Regions from separate parts of the Xenopus laevis genome. Here region 1 is linked to region 2. The links are chromatin contacts, called in public Hi-C maps. All regions are on one chromosome and are shown on one strand. Each heading gives the region's core, a stretch centred on a gene start, on an enhancer-like site or on the middle of the called end of the contact. The rest is flanking DNA. Distances are from core to core; before and after follow the strand shown.

Evidence for each region. A called contact is a pair of places that touch in the nucleus more often than the background predicts.
Region 1: a Hi-C map of animal cap shows a contact between it and region 2, with 11 times the contacts expected there. The contact joins two enhancer-like sites. A contact is called at or near these places in 3 of 4 Hi-C or Micro-C datasets (the XL177 cell line, the XTC cell line and animal cap).

What each region holds. Positions count from the first base shown.
Region 1 is chr8L:71,427,416-71,432,424 of Xenopus_laevis_v10.1, reverse strand. No RefSeq gene overlaps it. Among protein-coding and RNA genes, the nearest start is that of psmd8.L, 7.7 kb to the left of the region's middle. Within about 2 kb of position 2,319, at least 1 of the 7 cell types and tissues checked has an H3K27ac peak or open chromatin away from gene starts, as enhancers often do.
Region 2 is chr8L:71,316,201-71,321,765 of Xenopus_laevis_v10.1, reverse strand. No RefSeq gene overlaps it. Among protein-coding and RNA genes, the nearest start is that of meis3.L, 55 kb to the left of the region's middle. Within about 2 kb of position 3,750, at least 1 of the 7 cell types and tissues checked has an H3K27ac peak or open chromatin away from gene starts, as enhancers often do.

The sequences.
Region 1 (5,009 bases), core at 1,070-3,569, 110 kb before region 2:
ATGCGCCGCTACTGCCCGGCTTGCCTAGGGAGCCTGGCCAGCGTGGCCCGCCTCTGATCCTCAGGGTTTAATAAATTCCGAAAAATTCATGATTTTTTAAAAGTCCAATTATATTAAAAAAAACACATTTTTGTGATTTTTGCATTCAGAGTTTACTAAATAACCCCTAAGTGTTGTGCAGTCTTTAACACATACCTGAATATTACTATAGGCTAAAGTTGAGAAATACCTCCTTACCTACTTGCTTCCACTCCATGGTGTTACAGAACCTATATGCACACTGAGCAAATGTGTTTATATGCATTTTGCAATACAGGTAATTGCATTTTTCTGCATTAAATATACTTTTATCTATATTTCTCTGTAATAGTAAATGGGATCAATTAGCTCTCGTATTTAGGTGCATAAGAAAACTCCTGTGTATATGGGTACTAATGTTTGCAGTACAGCAAAGCCATGACATGCTGGGTAAAATGTAAGGATCTGTGGGGAAAATGGTGGCTTGTATAGTTTTTGTACAAAAATGTGTTGTGTGCCCTTAGTTAATGAATACAAATTGAGACCAGCATGTGTTAGAAAAAAGTCACAATACCAAGTGCCCAGTGAGCAATATAAGAACATGTGTGTAAACGGTTAACAACAGGAAAGCAGAGATTTTTGACTCCACAAATGGCTTTTCCCAGGTAGCTATTTATAGTCAGAAATTAACCTTCCACCCTCCATTCCTTGGCTTGCTGGGGGTTGGAGTGATTTGCTGTAATTGAACTGAATTAAATCAGAAATATCCTCATTAAAGGGGAGGAGAAGTTGCCTTTTTTCACATATTTTATCTCATAAAGTCTCTGTCTTTCACAAAATAATTCCCAAGAAATAGAAGAATGTTTGATTTTATTATGGGGGGGCTGGAAAGTTTGCAATCTGTTTGAAAGTCCAACCATAGCAATGATAATAATTTCAAACAGAATGATCAAATCGCCTAGTATATAATATTCTCCCATCCAAAGTCCTATGGAAATATCAAAGATATCTATAACCACGAAATAATGTTTCTGAAAATATTAGTGCTCCTCTACAAAACAGCACTGTATACAGACATCTGGCACAATTTGGCATGTTAAAGGCTTATAGGCATATACACTCACTTTTGTGCTCACTTTTACACTTAAGGGATCATTCACAATGCCCTATGCATTGTGCAAAAGAAAGTCGCAATTTTTATGTATTTTGCCCACTATGTGAGGCATTCTGCAAATGGTCTCAGGCCTCTGTTTCAAATTCTGCCTAGGATCAAGTGTTGCTTGCATTATGCAGTTCTTGATTAAATAAGGCAGTAAAAGTGTATAGTCATTCAGTTGTGCAAGATACAGATGGATTTTCGATCCAGCACTCCATGAGAAGAAGTGCTTAGGAAATAAGCACTAGGGGGCATGCTGTTGCCATTGTTGATGCGGTCCTCACCCCAATGGCCTGTATCCTCATTGGGACAAGCTATCGGGTCAGCCTGATATCACCTACCTCAAGGTGGGCATATCAAGGAAAGATCTGCTTGTTTGCCAATCACTGTGGCCCTATCAAATATAGCTATCCTTGTTTAGTGGAACCAAGCCCTTGCAATGACATTGTTTACATAACAGAAAAGATCACAACAATTGTCTGAACCCCAATAACCTTGATGCAGTCAGTCTCTGGCCGCTTTGATACCCAGACTGACATGTAGCAATGAACAAAACACCCCACTTGTAATGCAATGTGATTGTTATGCAAGTTGAGGTTACGGGTTTCCTTAGTAAAAATAATTTTAGGCCAAAAACACAAACATACGCCACTGAACACCAGTCAGGATCTGCTGTTGGGTCTGATGACTCTGTTGTCATGCCCCTGTTATGTGTATAGGATGTTCCTGGTGTTACTAAATCCATTTGTTTAGAGATAATTTGGAGTGAGGGTATAGGTGTTTGTAGGAGAGATGCTGTAGGGCTCATAAGGGTGTGGAGAAAACACATGGGAACATATATCTGTAATAAATAAATGTGCAGATGTAGATTAAAAAAAGAAAAAGAAAAAGAAAAAAAAAAACCCCAGTGCATCCAGGCTTATGCTAATTAATGTATGTAGAGAAAGCTTAATCAGATCAGGCATGACCAGCCTGGGGCCCTGAACTAGAGTTCACACAAAACCAAATCAGCTGAAAGATGAATACATTCTGAGTTCAGCGCGATTGGTGAAGCTACTGTTGGTGTAGCAGGGGCAGGTGCTCTGGGTTCTGATTGTTAGGCGGGGGGGGGGTTCTTAGGCTTGACCTGATTATCGTGAACAAGCTAATAGATGCTTGACAGCAAGATGACTTGTTGCCAGTTCTTACAAATACCAGCAGGTGTCCCTATTCCCAAACCTTTAGGATAGGAAGGTTTTCTACCAGAGGCTTATGGAATTGCTAAAATGCAATAGCGATTTGTAAAGCGGATGTACCAGTTTGGTGTTAAGTACAATGTTCTGTTTCTTTGTGGAAAACCCTTATAACTTTTATTTGTGTAACTTTCTAGAACCGGTAGGAAATGTGTACTTGCTTGGCTAACAATGACTGCACATGTGGACATTTTATGCAAAAATCATGTACAATTGTATAATGTTATTTATATTTCTATGCAGAACAGAGTATGAAAGATAAAGTTACTGCATCAACCATAATTATAACCCCGCATTTTGGTCTGCAGGTTTCCGCTAAACCAGATCTGCTCTCTTAAAGCTGCTCTGGGCTACTGAACTCAACAATTTTTCTATTCATTAATTAATGCATTTTTAAAAAATTATTTTCTCAGATTGAATATGCAAATTAAGGATTGGACCTGGTTTTGTATTTGGCAGAACCTAATATATTCATTATTTTGTACCTTCTGATTAAGACAAGCGAGTTAAAGGATGCTGGGAATTAATGGTAGACTGTTTCTGTCAGATGTTATGGAAGTTGAAAGATATCTATTATCTAGAAAGCTCCAAATTATGGGAAGGCCATCGCCCTTTGAGTCCATTTTAAGCAAATAATTTTAATTTTTAAAAATGATTTCCTGTTTCTCTGCAATTATAAAACATTAGCTTGTATTTGATGGTAATTAAGGTGCATGCTTCCATGTTGGTGGCAAAACAATCCTACTGGGTTAATTTAATATTCAAAAGGTTTTTAGCAGATTTCAGGTGTGGTGATAAAAATTACAGAAAGATCCCTTATCCGGAGAACCCCGGTCCTATGGATACATAGAAGATAAAAAAGATTGTGGCAGTGAGTAATCCATACATACTACTGAGTAGTATACTATTGTATTTCCACAGAGAGATCCTCTGCTCCCAACCATATTAATATTTAGGTCATTAAGAGGCAATATATTCAAGCTGGTCAACTGCATCAAAACCATTCCTGGTCTGGCCAGTCTGACACTCACTTTCATCTTATTTATTAAGAATTCTAGTATTTATTTAGACATTTATATAGGCACAGAGATTTACCTTGCAATTTGCTTTCTAGGCCTAAAAATCCCAAATGATTGCCCTTTGTATTGGACAAACAGGGATCACCTGACAGGTTTGAAAGCTGGAAGCTACACAGGCCTGGAATGAGAGACAAAATAGGCCCTGGCATTTCAAGTACACAGAGGCACAAACAGCCTCTGCCAGTGATTGTCTATGGCATTTTATATCAGCCCCTCTGGCATTTGGCAGAACCCACAAATTGCCAGTTTGCCTGTTGCTACAATAGGGGGCTGACCACTTCTTCAGTATAAACTATAGCAAAAAGAAAAGCTTTGCTCACCACAAATTAATTTAAAAAAAAAAAGCAGTGGTGCAATGAGGGTGTGACCACAAAATCTGCATACATTTTTTGGCTATACCCCCATAATACCCCCATGTAATAATTTAAAATTGTATAACTTTACAAGTATATATATAAAATAAAAAAACAAATTAACTTGATATATAGAGAGTGATATGATATATAGAGAGTGATTTTTATTATTTGTGGTTTTTGAGTTATTTTTATTTATTTATTATTTTTATTAGCTTTTTATTTATCAGCTCTCCGGTTTCAAAATTCAGTAATCTAGGATCCAAATTACCCTAGCAACCATGCATTGATTTGAATAAGAGAGTGAACTATGAATAGGAGAGGCCTGAATAGAAAGGTGAGTAATAAAAAGTAGCAATCACAAGAAATTCGTAGCCTTACAGAGCATTTGTTTTTAGGTGGGGGTCAGTGACCCCTATTTCAAAGCTGGAACGAGTCAGGAGACTAAGGCAAATAATTCAGAAACTACAAAAAATAAAAAATGAAGACCAATTGCAAAGTTGCTTAGAATTGGCAATACTATAACATACCAAAAGGTAATTTAAAGTTGAACCACCCCTTTAATGTGAAAGTAATATATTTGAAAAAAGAATATCCGGACCAGCACTCCCTATATAATGTGATTCTTTATTTTTTACGTATTGTACAAATGTCCGTAAGTTTCTGTTCTCACTAGGACCTTTCTCAAGAAAATCAAGATACAGTTATGTATGCTATATGTATACTGTAGTTATTATCTACAGTACGCTTTGTGTAGCGTAGTCACCTGGTCGGTATTTTACCGTCTTGGCCGGTAAAAATGATGTTTGACCCCAATGTTATTGATAGGTAAAAAAGATAAATATATAGGAAGGCCGGTATTTTTTTCCAGAAAGGGTGGTAGCAAAGTGTGGTAGCAAAGAGATGTCTGCCTTAGTTCACAGATTATGTTATTAATTTCATACACATTCTTTTTATTTCAGGCCTAAGGGCATGGACACACAGAGCATTGGCTCCTCTGCATTTTTTGTGCAAACGGAGATCAGTGGATTCACTCCTTTCCCCAGCTCAGTTTATTTGCACTTAAAAAAGTACAGCTTCCACCTGAATTCAGGTATATGGAGTGGAGGTCCAGCTAAAATTGTCCTTTTCATGTTAGGAGTTGTAGGTGTGTTTAATGAAGATTACAACA
Region 2 (5,565 bases), core at 2,501-5,000:
TGTGCTCTGGTGATCAAACATGGTTTGTGACAGACCCACTGGAGGGTAGAGTCAGCTAAGGTCCAGCTAAAATACTAAAGAGTACAAGGCCTGGGGACAGTAACTGTGGTTAGCAACAATATTGTATCAAATGCATTAAAAAACTCAATATATTGCCCCAATAGTGCATTTTATTTTCTCAATTTGCCATGGATGGCTGTAGCTTTACTGGATCCAACTTAACATTTTATAGGAGGCAGTTCAAGACATAAGAGGTAATTTAGGAAACAACAGGGGAAGAACTGCAGAATGCTAAGGGGAGCACAACATTTTTACTCAAAATGCAACATTACAATTCCAACACACTGACACAAATTGGACACAATTGCCCTGAAGATTTTCTAACCTTGGTTGGTATCATTTCTGGCATTCAATGTGGGGGTGAAGCTGTGGGAACGCTGGAGCTACTGCACGGTTTGGAGGTGGCGGTAAATCCAGGGTTCCCCTGCATCATCAGGCGCAACTACGAGAAATTTAGAACAAGAGGAAAGCAGTAGCATTGGTCACAACTATATTTAAGTGGAAGGAGCCTTTTATTAATAAATGTCTTGTAGTTTTAAGTTATCCCTGCATGTATATAAGACCCCTGTAACACTACCCCTATGATTTCATGTACATTGCTGTATATATATATATATATATATATATATATATATATATATATATATATATATATATATATATCTCCATTGTGGACAGCACTCCATAATCAAACAGACTGAGTAAAGCATTAGATCATTGAAAGGTTTATTGGTGGACCAACGTTTCAATTCCGCACAGGAATCTTCGTCAGGGTGACGAAGATTCCTGTGCGGAATTGAAACGTTGGTCCACCAATAAACCTTTCAATGATCTAATGCTTTACTCAGTCTGTTTGATTATGGAGTGCTGTCCACAATTGAGATGTTTGTAAAAGTTTTACGGCCTGGCACCCAGCATTTGGATTACCCTTTTGGTTGTGCGTTCCTACTTCAGTTGGATTATATATATATATATATATATATACTGTATATATATATATATATATATATATATATATATATATATATATATATATATATATATATATATATATATATATATATATATATATACAGCAATATATCAATATATATATATAAGTACTGCTGTATAAATAAGAACATACATACATTCACGCCTTTTAATTCCCAGAGATCCAGGTATAAATTCTCAATTCTCTTTAGCCACTTTACCTGCCTGCATGTTTTTGGAGGGTGGGAGAAAACCCAAACAGACATGAGGAAAACATATAAACTTAAATTCCCTTATACCTCAGAGTCAGAGAATAATGTTTTTTGGACACATCACTGTATGAATGGTTCAGTCGGTAACCAGATACTTTGGCATATCACAGCACAATTAGCAGAATGTATGTTTTTCTATTACAGTTCAATATCTAACTACCTGTGTGACAGTCTGACTTATTTTTATCCTTTCATGTTATGGTGCCAATATACTCCACAAAACTTTATGAAGGATATTGATCATTTCCATTAGTCCCATGCACCAATGAAGTGTACAATCTAATCACATTCACACACACTATGATCAATTTTATCAAATGCCAATTTACCTTCCTGTATGATAAATTGAGACATTGTATCAGTGCATCATGAATATGAAACAGAAAATATGGGAGCATGTTTATAAACATGAACAGTTAGGAAGCTAGATAACCCTTAAACCCTTTACAAGAGAACAAAGCTGTGGAGTTTTCCTTTAGGGAACTATCTGTTCACACTTTGATAAATATGTCCCACAGACTCAGACTATTCTAGCAGTGGAGACAGAAAGAAGAACAGCAAGATCAAAGCCATCTTCTTGGCTATTTTGTGCCAAATAAATGTCAGCCTTCAATGTGGGTCTAGGGCATTACATTTATACTGAACGAAACCCAAATGAAACTAAATGTTGACCACAACCCACTCACCACTTAATCACAGCTCCCCCTTTTCATTCTCTATTGATCATTAATCCCTCCAGTTCATCCTTTTCACTTGATCATCTTCCACTTTCCAGATTACCCTCTACTGATAACTAACCAAACATGCATGTGTACCCACTGATATATTAAAACCATATGCATAATACATTAGAGCTTAAATTCCAGGATGCCCTTCTTTCCAGTAAAGCTTGTTATATATATTACATAAACTATGAGACACAGTCCATCTAACAATCCTGGGCAACACCATTCAGCAATATTCATTGTTGCGCAAGCTTAGTCGTCATGATGTACCAACAGGTCCGTTTTTTTAGCTCTATCCACTTCTAATTATAATTTACCACTTCTAAATTAATAGTGAATTATTAAAATGATACTGACATGGTAAAATGCAAACATGCTCTAAATATTATTGGCAAACTATATTCCCTGCCAAAACTGTCATGCTGAAGGCAATGCTCAGTTTGCCATTTTATTCCTGTTATACAGACTAAAGCTAGACATACACTGGCTGATATCCATTAGTATTTAGTATGGATAATGTAGTCATGGTGTGGCTACAGTTTTGCAATTTTTTAAAGAAAAAGCATATTGACAAAGTGTAGTGTGATATGCAGACTATTGGGAAATTGTTGATGATTTTTTTGGCATAAACAAACATTTTAGGACAACAGAACGCCAAATTCATGTTAACGCCACTCTTGTGAATCCTTCCCACAAGTAAGTTTATCGAGACATGGAAACAGCAAAGATCAGTCTGTGTGCTCCATCACCTATCTGGACTGCTAGGTGCAGGTCCAGACTAAGAAACAAAATAGGCCCCAGCATCAAGTACACAGAGACCTAAATAGCCCCCTACAAGCCTAATAAATATTCACTATCTAGGGCAGGGGTGTCCAAACTGCGGCCCGAGGGCCACATTCGGCCCAGGATGGATGTAAATGTGCCCCAGCTTGAACTTCTGCCAATCCAGGAAACGTAATGTTACAATGTCACGCACAGAGAGCATATCTACGCGGTTGCTAATTGTGTGCATGTGTGGTTTAAATTTTGCATGGGGTGTGCGGTGTGAGGCTTCCTAGAGCAGGAAAAAAAATATATACAGTATATATAGCTGAGTCGTAATATTTCCCAACACTCCATTGGAAAGGCAGCTTCCCATAAGTAGGTGCTCATGTGTGTGCTTTATTCTGAGCAAATACTTATGGTGCAAGTCTACTACATAATACACTTAATAAGTTTTGATCTCTATGCTAAATCAAAACTGTTCCTGTGTATAGCTAGCATGAACGTTTGGCTTCTGGAACTCCATGTTAGAAGCCTCTGAAGTCAGAAATGCTGTGGCCTAAGAAGGATTGTAATTTGTTCTATACAGCAAGTTTCATGTATTGTACTCTAATAGCAACTGTTCTGCCAATTATACGGATGGCTGCCTGGTGATTTAGGTGCCCATACCCATGTACTATTTTGATATATTCAGTGCCAATGTTCATCATAGACTAACAGAAGCCATTAATGTGTTGTATGTTCAGCCATCTAAGAAACCCAGGGTTCCAGCTGTGAGATGTTGCAGCTTCCCATATTCCTGGTTACATCAAGCCCACAAGCACAAAGCATCAAGGGAGGACAGCCATGCCCCCCTAAACCACTAAATGGCACAAGATGATGGATCACTTTCTAGGGCCTTGGAGTCAAGAGGGGATGACCTCTCAGCACCAACCCCTCCAGAGGCCACAGCTCCCCCTCTGACAGCAGGCATGCCAGCCACACAGAGCTGTCTTGATGAGGTCCTGGGGACTTCAATTAAATAGAAGAAAATGAAAGATCCATCAGAGGAGGAGGAGGGGAAAGGACAGGACAGCTAGGACATGCTGATGTATAGGACAGGTCAGAATTGATTAGATGTAGTGGGGGGGGCTTATTTTAAATGTGGAATATATCCTCCTTATAGTTATATAAAACAGAACCCCAGGCCCAATCTGTCCCTTGAGGAATACTTAAGCAGATACAGGCAGGCACCAAGCTACAGAATATCTTTTGACCTATACTGTTAAGGTAGAAATTCCAGTGCCCTTATTAAAAAAAGAGACAGATTCCAGTTTTACATCACTTGGGCACTCTGTTTATTTTCTCACATTCTCCTATAGCAAATAGATTTTTTTTATATACTTGCTTGCAAATATGAATAAACTGGCTTATACTGTTCTATGCAAGCTGGATGGGCAATATACAGTATATATATATATATATATATATATATATATATATATATATATATATATATATTCCTTGATAAAGGCCCCAACTTGGGCCGAATGTTGGATACACGAGTGATGTTAAAATAAAGAATTGAATTGAAAATGTTTGGTGTGTGGGTCCATCTTGAAGATTTTATGCAGTAATTGACCGAGCACCCACGGGTGGACTAACAAGTAAGAGTACCTCCACAAGTATTATATATGTATATATATATATATATATATATATATATATATATATATATATATATATATATATATAGTGCTGGGAGGAATATTGAAGTGGGCATTGATAATATTAACTCCTTGCAGGGGTTGCAGTGAGGTGATGCACATATGGACAGAATATGTAGAAACAGCAGTGGGATGGGGGCTTTGTTCCAGTGCTAAGATCAGAGAGCTCCCTTTGAGCCCAGCTGCTAGAATGACAATGCTTTCCAGTAGAAATTCTGTGGAGATGTTTGTGGTCCCTCACAGCAAACAGCTGCCTGGGATGATGGAGCAGCAGGGGCAAAGGCTCCTATAGGGCTGGAAATGTCCTGACCTTGGCTTGACCCTCCTGCAAAATGGCAGCTAGCTCGATGCATGGAAACGCAATTCCAAAGGAGTGCAAATGGGATGGCTGGACACATGCATGGACGAAGCCAAGAAAATGAGTTTTATCTTAAAATTCTGGTCACTATGCATTCTCCTTTCTAATCCAGATAACTGAAAATCGTGTGCTGCATGGGAATAAAGAACTTTCAGTCACAGCTATATCCCAAACTGTGGTACCTCAGGCCTTGGCTCTGAGTGCAGTGATATCTCATTAAATCACTCAGCGGCCATCTGAGAAGTACTAAATTAAGCATGTTACTCCAAGACTTGGTAAGGTCTAAATACTGCATGGGTTAGATTGTGAACACTTTCACATATATAGAACACATGAAAAATCCAAATGGACAGGATGTTATAACAAGCGGAAATTTGCACACAAAAAAAAATATATATATATATTTTTATATATATTTTGGAAATAAAACATTTCCTTAGTTAAATCTCAAAATTTAGTCATATTAGTTACAAGCAGCAGGAGATACAGCTCATGGAGCAGACAGTGAAGATGATGCTCATTGTCTACTAATGGAAAATACCTGGATGAAATTTAGTATCCATATGGCACCATGCATTGCTGTTTAGGTCGGGAATCTATTATCTTGAAGGTTTGCTACCTGAGTTTTCCAGATAAGGGTTTATTCTGTAAAGTAGATCACCATACCTTGAGTACTAAAAACATTTAAGTATTAAATAAACCCAACACAA